2 separate regions of the Mus musculus genome follow, and region 1 is linked to region 2. The links are chromatin contacts, called in public promoter capture Hi-C maps. All regions are on one chromosome and are shown on one strand. The core of a region is the stretch at or near the end of the contact, and the rest is flanking DNA. Distances in the headings are between cores, read along the strand shown.

Region 1 (4,173 bases), core at 275-2,774, 2.2 Mb before region 2:
GCAGCTTTGGGAACAGCATCTATCTAGTAGTTGTTTGATGGTGATTCTGAAACATGCCCGTGGGTTCAGATTACCTGGATGCCTTCTAGAATAGCTTGCTGGGCTCCTCCCCAACACTGTCTGATTCAGCGAGCCGGGCTGAGTGAAAATATATGTTTCTGAAAATTCCCCAGGGAGCCCTGATGCTGTTGACCCAGGAGCCACATTCTGAGGACAGCTGGGTGACTGAACCTCCCACAGGATGAAGATGGAGGAGGCAGCCTTTGAGTCCTGTCTCTGCCACTCAACAGCTGTGGGACCTATCTGATCCCCCACGTCTTCGTCTATGAAGATGGGGATGCCCTGCTTGCACATGCGCACTGTCCCTAACCCACTGCAAAGGTTTGATAAGTCTGGAGAAGCTGGCACAAAATAAGCACTAAACCCAGCCTGAGAGACTTCCCTCCCTGGCTCACACAAAGTATGTTGTAAGCAGTGAGAGTAACGGGTGTCACTGCAACATGGCACCTATAATTAACAGCCTTCGAAATTAAGCCAGACTTATAAACAAACAAACAAACAAACAAACAAACAAACAATACAGCACAAGGGCGCTCAGAAAGTCTTCTTCCTGGAGTGTGATGGGTGTAAAAGCCAAGTTGTACAAAGTCTATATGTATTTTTAAAATACAGGGGATGTCCCCAGGTACTGCCTCCAGACTGTCCATTGCTAGCCAGTGTTGGTCATGGCCACGCAGTCTCTGAAGAGCTTAGAGTTGCTGGAGTCACCCAGGCTTCAGGGCTGATGGGTTGGTAGTCACAAGTGAGGCCCATCGTTCAATAATTTATTACTTATCGTCCATCCAGCCTCCTCAGAGCAGATGGGACAACCATCGCGGCCAGTCCAGTGGTTTCAAAGCATCCCAAAGCATCTCTGCTCCTGCAGTTACCCACATCCCCTGAAGCGAGACTCGTGTCTTCCCTCAGGGTCTATCTGAGCAGCTACACTGGCTGGCATTCTGTTACTGGAAGGCCAATAGGGACTGTGCAGAATGGGCCTCTGACCGTTTTCCAGGGCTCGGGAGAGAGTATTCCAGGGATGGTACACCTCTAACTATGCCCTGCTAACACAGTAGACTGGGGCCATGGCACTCTCTCTGGCTGTCTCTATGCATCTCTACCCAGGGAATGCTGCCAGGTCTACACCACCCTGCAAAGTTGAATGAGATCATTTCAAGAGTACTGGTTGTACGCAGGGACCCTAGGGGGATGTTGCTGCTCTTCCAAAATCCCTCCATTTTCCAACCCCTCGTAAAAGAGCACCCACCACTGCCCACCCAGAAGACCCCCCCCCCCGCCAATGCCCAAGAAAAGGACGATCTTCCCCACTCTTTCAATTTTCTCTACTGTCCGTTATTTTCCCAACAAACCACCAGAGCCAGGCGGCGTGTCCGCACACTCTTGGTTGGGGCGCCACCCCAGGCAGCCCTACGGTAGGGATTTCCCTCCCAGAGCCTTGGCCCGGCCGCCGGGTTCCCCAGAGAAGGCAGCGCGAGAAGTGGGTGTGTGTACACAGCAGGATGCAGGGAGCACGGGCCGCCAGGCCCCCAGCCCTCGGAATATTGGGGCCCGCTAGATCCCCGCACCTGGCGCCACCCGCCGGGCGATGCCGCCGAAGATGATGGCTTCTTTCGGGGGAGCATCGCACCGTGTCTCCTCTTCTCATCACCTCTGGTAGCTCAAGCTTCTCTATGTCCTATCCCCCTCCATATGTCCCCTCCCTCTTTGTCTGCTTAGCGCCTCTGAACATCCTGCCCTCTCCTATGGCCCAACTCTATTGCGGTCACCTCCCCGGGGACCCTGGCCCCCTAACCGGCCCGCCGGTTCGGGTCTCACCCAGAACAGCAGGTTGAAGCCGAGCAGCAGATACTTGATGCACCGCAGGCCCCCGCGAAAACGCCCCATGCTGCGACCCCGGCGGCGGGCTCCCGATTCCCCAGGCCCGCGCCGAGCCCCGGGAGCGGCGGGCGCCGGTGGAGGGGCGGGGCGGGTTGGGAGGGGCGTGACCTGTGGGCGTGGTCTGCGGGCGGGGATTTGGTCGCGAGCGGCCAGCTGGCTGTGGCTGGGGCGCCCTGGGGTGGAGATCCCGGTCCCACGCACCCGCTCCGGCCCTTGGAGGTAGCACCACCTTCGTCCACGCTGGTGGGCTTGGGCTCCTGTAGCTATCCGAGCATATGTGCGCCCACCCGGAACGCGGGGTCCATTTAATCAGTGCCGGGTGCCCAGACTCCCTTGAGGCCCTCGATGATGGTTGAAGTTATCCTGCGTGTCTATGGAAACCTAGGGAGGTGACTTCAGATGGTAAAGCTAATAGGATCGGTGAAGCCGGTAGAGACTCTGTGGTGAGGCGCCAGGCAGAGTGTCCAGGGCTGCAGTTAAGCAGAGTCCTGCAAGCGCCCAGGCCGCGGGCGGAGGCCGCTGCTGGGGACCCTCCCTCCTGCCGCTGCGTTCCTAGAGGACTGTTACCTTAATAGGCAAGAACTGGGAGTAGGCGCGCCAGGCGGAGGCCCTGGGCCCTGACACTGCTTCCCACCCTGCCCAGTCCAGCCCACCAGATCAGGGAAAGGGAGTCAGACCTCTCACTCACATCCTGCTAGGTTTGATAGATCGGGGGCCTTGAAAGAAGTCCAGATTCTTAGGGTCTAGACTGAGATGTGTAGATCAGGGAAAGGGAGCGAGTTCTGTTTTGCTTTGTTTTTATTAAGCTAGGCGACTGGTGAAGAATCGGGCATTCACTTCAGTTGACTAAGTGTCTACAATATGTGGTGTCAGACGGCACGGGGGAGACAGGAAAGTGTAAAATCAGGGAGCTTGTGCATTAATTTAGCAACACTCTAAGTGCCAATTATAGGCCAGGCATAGTAGCAAGCCCTGGGGACACCAGAAGAATGCCAGGCTTGCTATCACATCTTTACTGGAGGGCACAGATCTGTAAGCAAATTTTTGGAACAAGGTGAGGTGGGTGGGCTAGGAGCTGGGCAAGAGACTGCTTCTGCCTTGACTAAGGAAGGCTTTTCAAGAAGACTGGACCTGATCCTAATTTGTAAAATAGGTGTCAGTAGCTGGGCAGTGGTTGTTCACGCCTTTAATCCCAGCTCTTGGGAGGCAGAGGCAGGCAGATTTCTGAGTTTGAGGCCAGCCTGGTCTACAGAGTGAGTTCCAGGATAGCCAGGGCTATACAGAGAAACCCTGTCTCAAAAAACCAAAACCAAACAAACAAAAAGGTGCCAGTAGAGAGAGCAGGGGGTCAGGGGAGGAAGCAGAGGAAGTACAACCTAGCCTGGGAGCAGGAGTCAGAGAGATGGCCAAGGTGAGGGGAGTCAGGAGCTCACCAGAACAAATCACAGAGGGCAGGCACTTGACTAATGTGACACATTACCCCATTATCTTGGGGCCTCTCTTTCCCATCTCAGTATGGAGATTGTACAACCTGCTTCAAAAGAGTTGTGAAGATTAAGGAGTTAATATATGTACAGTGAGATCAGTGAGGCACATGAGATTATGATATAAGGTAGCCAGGACCTCACCAACCATTCATTCAATTTCTTCCGTGTTACAGTCAGGCATATTTCCATCTTTGAAAAGCTAGTGAATTTTATTTATGAAACTGAGAAGGCAAATGAAAGTGCTGCTTCTGGTAGTAACAGTGAACTGGAGACAAAGATGAAGTCATTAAGTATGCGGAGGCGAAGCCCTGGTTTCAGTTACACTTATAGCTCTCTCTCACCTTGGTTTTGCTTTGAAAGAGGAACTAAATTAATAAGTGGTCTCTACTATCCAGTAGGCATTCAGTAAATCAACTGAGGGAACAGTAATATTATACTGTTGTGTTACATTGTTGAATTTTATGTCTGTAATATTTACAGATTATATATTCTGTAGTCTCTGGAAACAGAATTCCTATTATGATATATAATAAATCCATTGTTCTCTCATCCTGTAACCCTTGTGCATTTACTAGAAATGTTTCATTGCATGCCTAACGTGACACTTTTAGATCTGCAGTATGTACTGAACCCTTAGCTTAGTAACTTTTCCTGTTGCTGTGATAAAGCAGCAAAGGAGGAACCAGCTCACAGTTCAAGCGATGGAAGTTACCGTTACCGCAGCAGGAACTTGAGCTGGCCACATTGT
Region 2 (4,321 bases), core at 1,539-4,038:
CTCAAGGCTTGAAACCCAATTCTTAGAAGAGCGCAGAGGCAATCATCTTTGTGGCTTTGGGCTAGGCAGAGATTCCTTAAACAGGGTGCAAAACACTAAGCATTAGAGATAAGACTGGTACATCGGGCTGATTGAAAATTATGAAACTCTTTTAGTCTGATACAGGTTGAGAGAAGGGATTTGGAATAGATATAAGGCATTATATCTGGAATATGTGAAGAACTGAATACAGTTCAAACAGGCAAAAGACACAAATAGATACTTCTCAAAGAACATCTTAATGGGTGATAGACATCTGAAAAGTTGCTCAACAGCATTGGTCACCAGAGAAATGAATGCCTAATTATAGTGAAATATACATCCCTGTTGTAAATTTACAAAGAAAGCACTTAGGCTAAGGAGATGGCTCAGAGGGTAAAGCAGCTTGTGGCTAAGCCTGAGGATGAACTCAGTTCCACCCCCAGACCCCACATGGTGGAGAGCTGGAGCTCCCAAGAGTTGTTCAATGCCCTCGACACAGCCACTGTGGCATGCACACACCCCCCTCCAATAATAAAGTGTAACTAAAGACATTTTAAATACCATGTTACCAAATGGTAAATGCGTGGGGTCATCAGGATCTTTACAGTGCTGGCTGAAGCATTAAACAGACTACCCATTCTGCTTTACGGATAGATCTATTTTTGTCTGTTTTATGGTTTAAGCTTGTTGTTTTCTCTTTGGTTGTTATTTTTATAACCCAGATAATTGGAAATATATTTAAAGGTTAACATTGTGTGTATACTCTGTGAACCAGAATTTCCAGTCTCCAAGCGTGTGCTTGGCACAAATGAATGCTGTATAGCAGACATATGGAAGAATGTTGACAGCAACTTCACAACGGACTGTCCAAAACCTGAAGCAAATGAAGTGCCTATCAGACGGTAAGCTGAGGGCATAAAGTGTTGGTTATTTAATGAATATGCAGTGGTGAAGAATGAGCCACGGTTACATACAACACCACAGAGAAATCTCACGGAGAGAAAAATGTTCACCCTCTGTTTCCCCATGAATAGTTCAAATACCAGAACAATTGACATATGAAGACTGAGTTCTTAATATTGGTAACCCTGCAATCTATTGAGTGACAGGGGCCATGGCTAAGCTGGAAATGTTCTGGGTGACAGCTCTGTGAGTACACACACCCATCATTTTGTACACAATAAAAGACACTGTGAGATCAGAAAGGGCTCACATTATCAACAAAAAAGCTGGCCATATATCCTGAATTTGTGTTCAAGAACATGTAAGTTCTCATACTGATGTCTTACACTGTTTTAGTTTTGGGAATTCGCCTCCCCTACCAGAGAAAGCATGTGCATGTGTGAGAACTCTTCATAGCCTAGCAGACACTGCTGGATACGGATACTCACGCTCCACAGAGGTGGAGAGGGCAGAAGAGAGCACCGATTCGGGAAGCCATCTAGGCCCCAGTACCCAGGAGAGGGTCAAACGAAACTCAACAAGTGTTTATTAACGACTGCTTTCTGATTTATTTAGTACCTGGCATGAACTTTTTAGCAAGCAGTGCATGATTAATAGCTATTTCCATAATATTGATCTCACGGTTATCTCGTCCTTCCTCCCATAATACAGATGGGAAATAGTGTTTTTGGAGGATAGGTCAAGACGGTCAGTAAAGCTGGGCGTGGTAGACCACGCCTATAATCCCAGCAGTTGGGAGGTGCACAGAGGTGGATCAGTTAAAGGTGAGCCAAGGCTACTTAGAGGCCTGTCTGGGGTTCAGGAGGCATTGTCTTAAAATAAAGACCAAACCACAATAGCTTCTTGCAAGGCCTTCCGGGTAATTAAGTGGTGAAGGAGAGTTCCACAGCGGAGCCATCAACTATGTGTGTGTGAGTGAGTGAGTGAGTGAGTGAGTGTGTGTGTGTGTGTGTGTGTGAGCCATCAACTATGTGTGTGTGAGTGAGTGAGTGAGTGAGTGTGTGTGTGTGTGTGTGTGTGTGTGTGTGTGTGTGTGTGTGTGTGTGTCCCACACCTGCGAGCAGTAACAAGCAGCAAAGACCAGCGCTGCTCTCTGGAGAGCTGAGCTGCTGTGCTTAAGGCTTTGGCGATAGCTTCCCGGGATCGCCAATTGCACACAGGTGGTCCGCGCGGCCACAGCTGCTTCCTTCCCCCCAGGACCACGACCTCACCTCCAGCCAATTTGTTCGAGGAATCAGAAAGATTTTTCCAGGGCCCACCTAAGAGTTTTCCGACTTCACAAACACCGCGCGAGGCAGGCGTGGGCTTCCACTCCCGGCTCCCGGAAACCAGAGAGCACTGGGGCGAGGAGCGCCTAAAAGTTTGAAAGAAGACGCGCCCGCCAGGGAGCAAGCGGGGTAGAGGGAAGGACAGTCTAGGCAAGGGAAAGCTAAAGAAGACGGCAGAGTGGAGCGGAGAGGACAGAGGAAAATTGTGCCCTCAACCCCAAAGTTAGTTCGCCGCCCACAAAGCACCTCTCTATTGCGCCTGCGCAACGCTGCCTCTTGGTCACCCCGCCCCTTTGCGCCGCCCGAGGTTTACTCGTCTCTCGGCAACCATTGACCCGAGGAGCCAATCAGAGGGCGGCGTTCGTCCGGCCCCCCGCCGTCAGCGCGGGGCGCAAGGATCCCGCGGGGCCCCGGCCGGCGCGCCCCGCCCTGGCTCCCCCGGGAGGCCGGCCGCGGGGCGGGGGCAGGGGCGGGGAGGCGCGGGGGAGTGGTCAGGCCGGTTAAGATCGGAGGGGGCGGCGGCCGGACCGCTCACTCGCCGCAGCTGTCTAGGGGCCGCAGTCTCCGCTCCGCTCCTGCTGGGGGCTGCCCACGCCAACCACCTGCCTCAGTCACCTCCTCTTCCAACGCCCAGGTGAGTCCACACTCCCCTCCTCCGCAGGTGGGAGGATGCTGCTGCGGTCCTCCGGGGCGGGGGGGGCGGGGGGGGCCGCGCTTTCCCGCTTAGGGTCAGTCCCGGCAGAGCCTGGTGGCATGCCCCGGGGATGGAGGAGAGATGCCAGCAGGTGTCAGGACCCGCCTGGCTCCCGCGTCCCTCACGCAAACTTTCCTCTGTGAAGGAGGCAAACTTTTCGGAGACCGTGGCCGGGCTTTGGCAAACTTGGGCGAGTTCCTGCTGCCCCGGCAGCCGGAGTGTAGGGGGCTCTTTCCCTGCACCTAGTCGGTGCTCCGGCTCTGAGCTGCGCCCCTGTGGCGCGCACACCGAGCCCGGAACCCGGGCGATTTTGAACCCCGCGGTTTTGGCGGCGCAGATGAAGACGCAGCGGTCGGGGCTAAAGCCTGGCCGGCGAGGGGAGGGCAGTTTCCTGGGCTCGGTGCCCGGGATGGCGGCTGAGATCCTTCTCCCTTTGGGACTGTGGACACCCAGCGCGGCCAAATGATCGAAGCTGCGCGTCTCTCGGAAACTTCTCGAGAATTCAGCGGCTGTGAAACCTGGTTCCTCCCCTTTGGGGATCGAAAGTCGCTTACTGCGTAGGCTGAAAGCCATGTAGTCAGTCCGTTGACTCTGATAGCGGTGCTGTCGGTGGCTTAGAGGCGCGGCTCCCGGATCGTCCGGGTCAGGGAACTTCTTTAGCGCAGTTTGCGAGGAGGGTGAGAGCCTTCTCCATAGGAAGAAGTTGAGGAACCTGCAGTACCAGCTGGTAGCCTTTACACCTAGCGCGGGCAGGCTGGAGGGCAGGAGACCGCAAAGTCCTGGAGGGCTGGTGAGGAAATGCCTAGTTGGTTTTTCAAGAACGCAAAACTTCCACCAGCATCGATTGTCATCCCTAGGTGGTCTAGGCCTCTTTTCTCTCCTCTCAACCTTTAATGTGGAGAAACCGTTCAGAGCCCGGACCCAAGTCTTAAGCCCCTCCCTCAATTGAGGATAAAGTGCTTACAACGAAAGATTTAATAGACTTACTGATTTTTTAAGAATAGCTGTGTATGTAATAGTTTGAATTATGACGAGTTTGGTGTTCTGGAAATAAAGTTAAGATGGTCAAATCCTCCTAAATTAGGTCCCCAGCTGCCCCGCTACTCTGGGAAGGAGGGTGACGGTGGCCATTGCTGGCTACAACAACTTCCACTGTAATTTGCTTGGCAAGGCAGCGAGGGAGCCAGAAAGCTAGCCAGGCAGCCAAGAGGGTGGTAGGAAGGCTTACCAAGAATTCTATCTTGCTGGAAGTCACCAGAGGTGTGATTGTTTTTCCACATCTTACCCCGCAGTCGAAGGGTGTGGGGTGAGGAGTAACGAAGAGCCACTTTTCTCTCCCAGCTGCTACAGCTGGACCACCAGTGGTCCTGTCCTC

What was found. Promoter capture Hi-C pulls out the DNA fragments that hold promoters and counts their contacts.
Region 1: a promoter capture Hi-C map of pre-B cells shows a contact between it and region 2, with 3 times the contacts expected there. The contact joins the promoter of Tspan2os here to the promoter of Tent5c in region 2. A contact is called at or near these places in 3 of 39 promoter capture datasets (cranial neural crest, liver and pre-B cells).

What each region holds. Positions count from the first base shown.
Region 1 is chr3:102,732,768-102,736,940 of GRCm38.p6, reverse strand. It overlaps Tspan2os (tetraspanin 2, opposite strand), which reads left to right and starts at 1,524. Exons shown (of 4, transcript NR_040588.1): 1 at 1,524-1,713. Tspan2 (tetraspanin 2) reads right to left here and starts at 2,171. Exons shown (of 8, transcript NM_027533.3): 1 at 1,876-2,171. The coding sequence starts at 1,944.
Region 2 is chr3:100,487,659-100,491,979 of GRCm38.p6, reverse strand. It overlaps Tent5c (terminal nucleotidyltransferase 5C), which reads left to right and starts at 2,788. Exons shown (of 2, transcript NM_001142952.1): 1 at 2,788-2,886.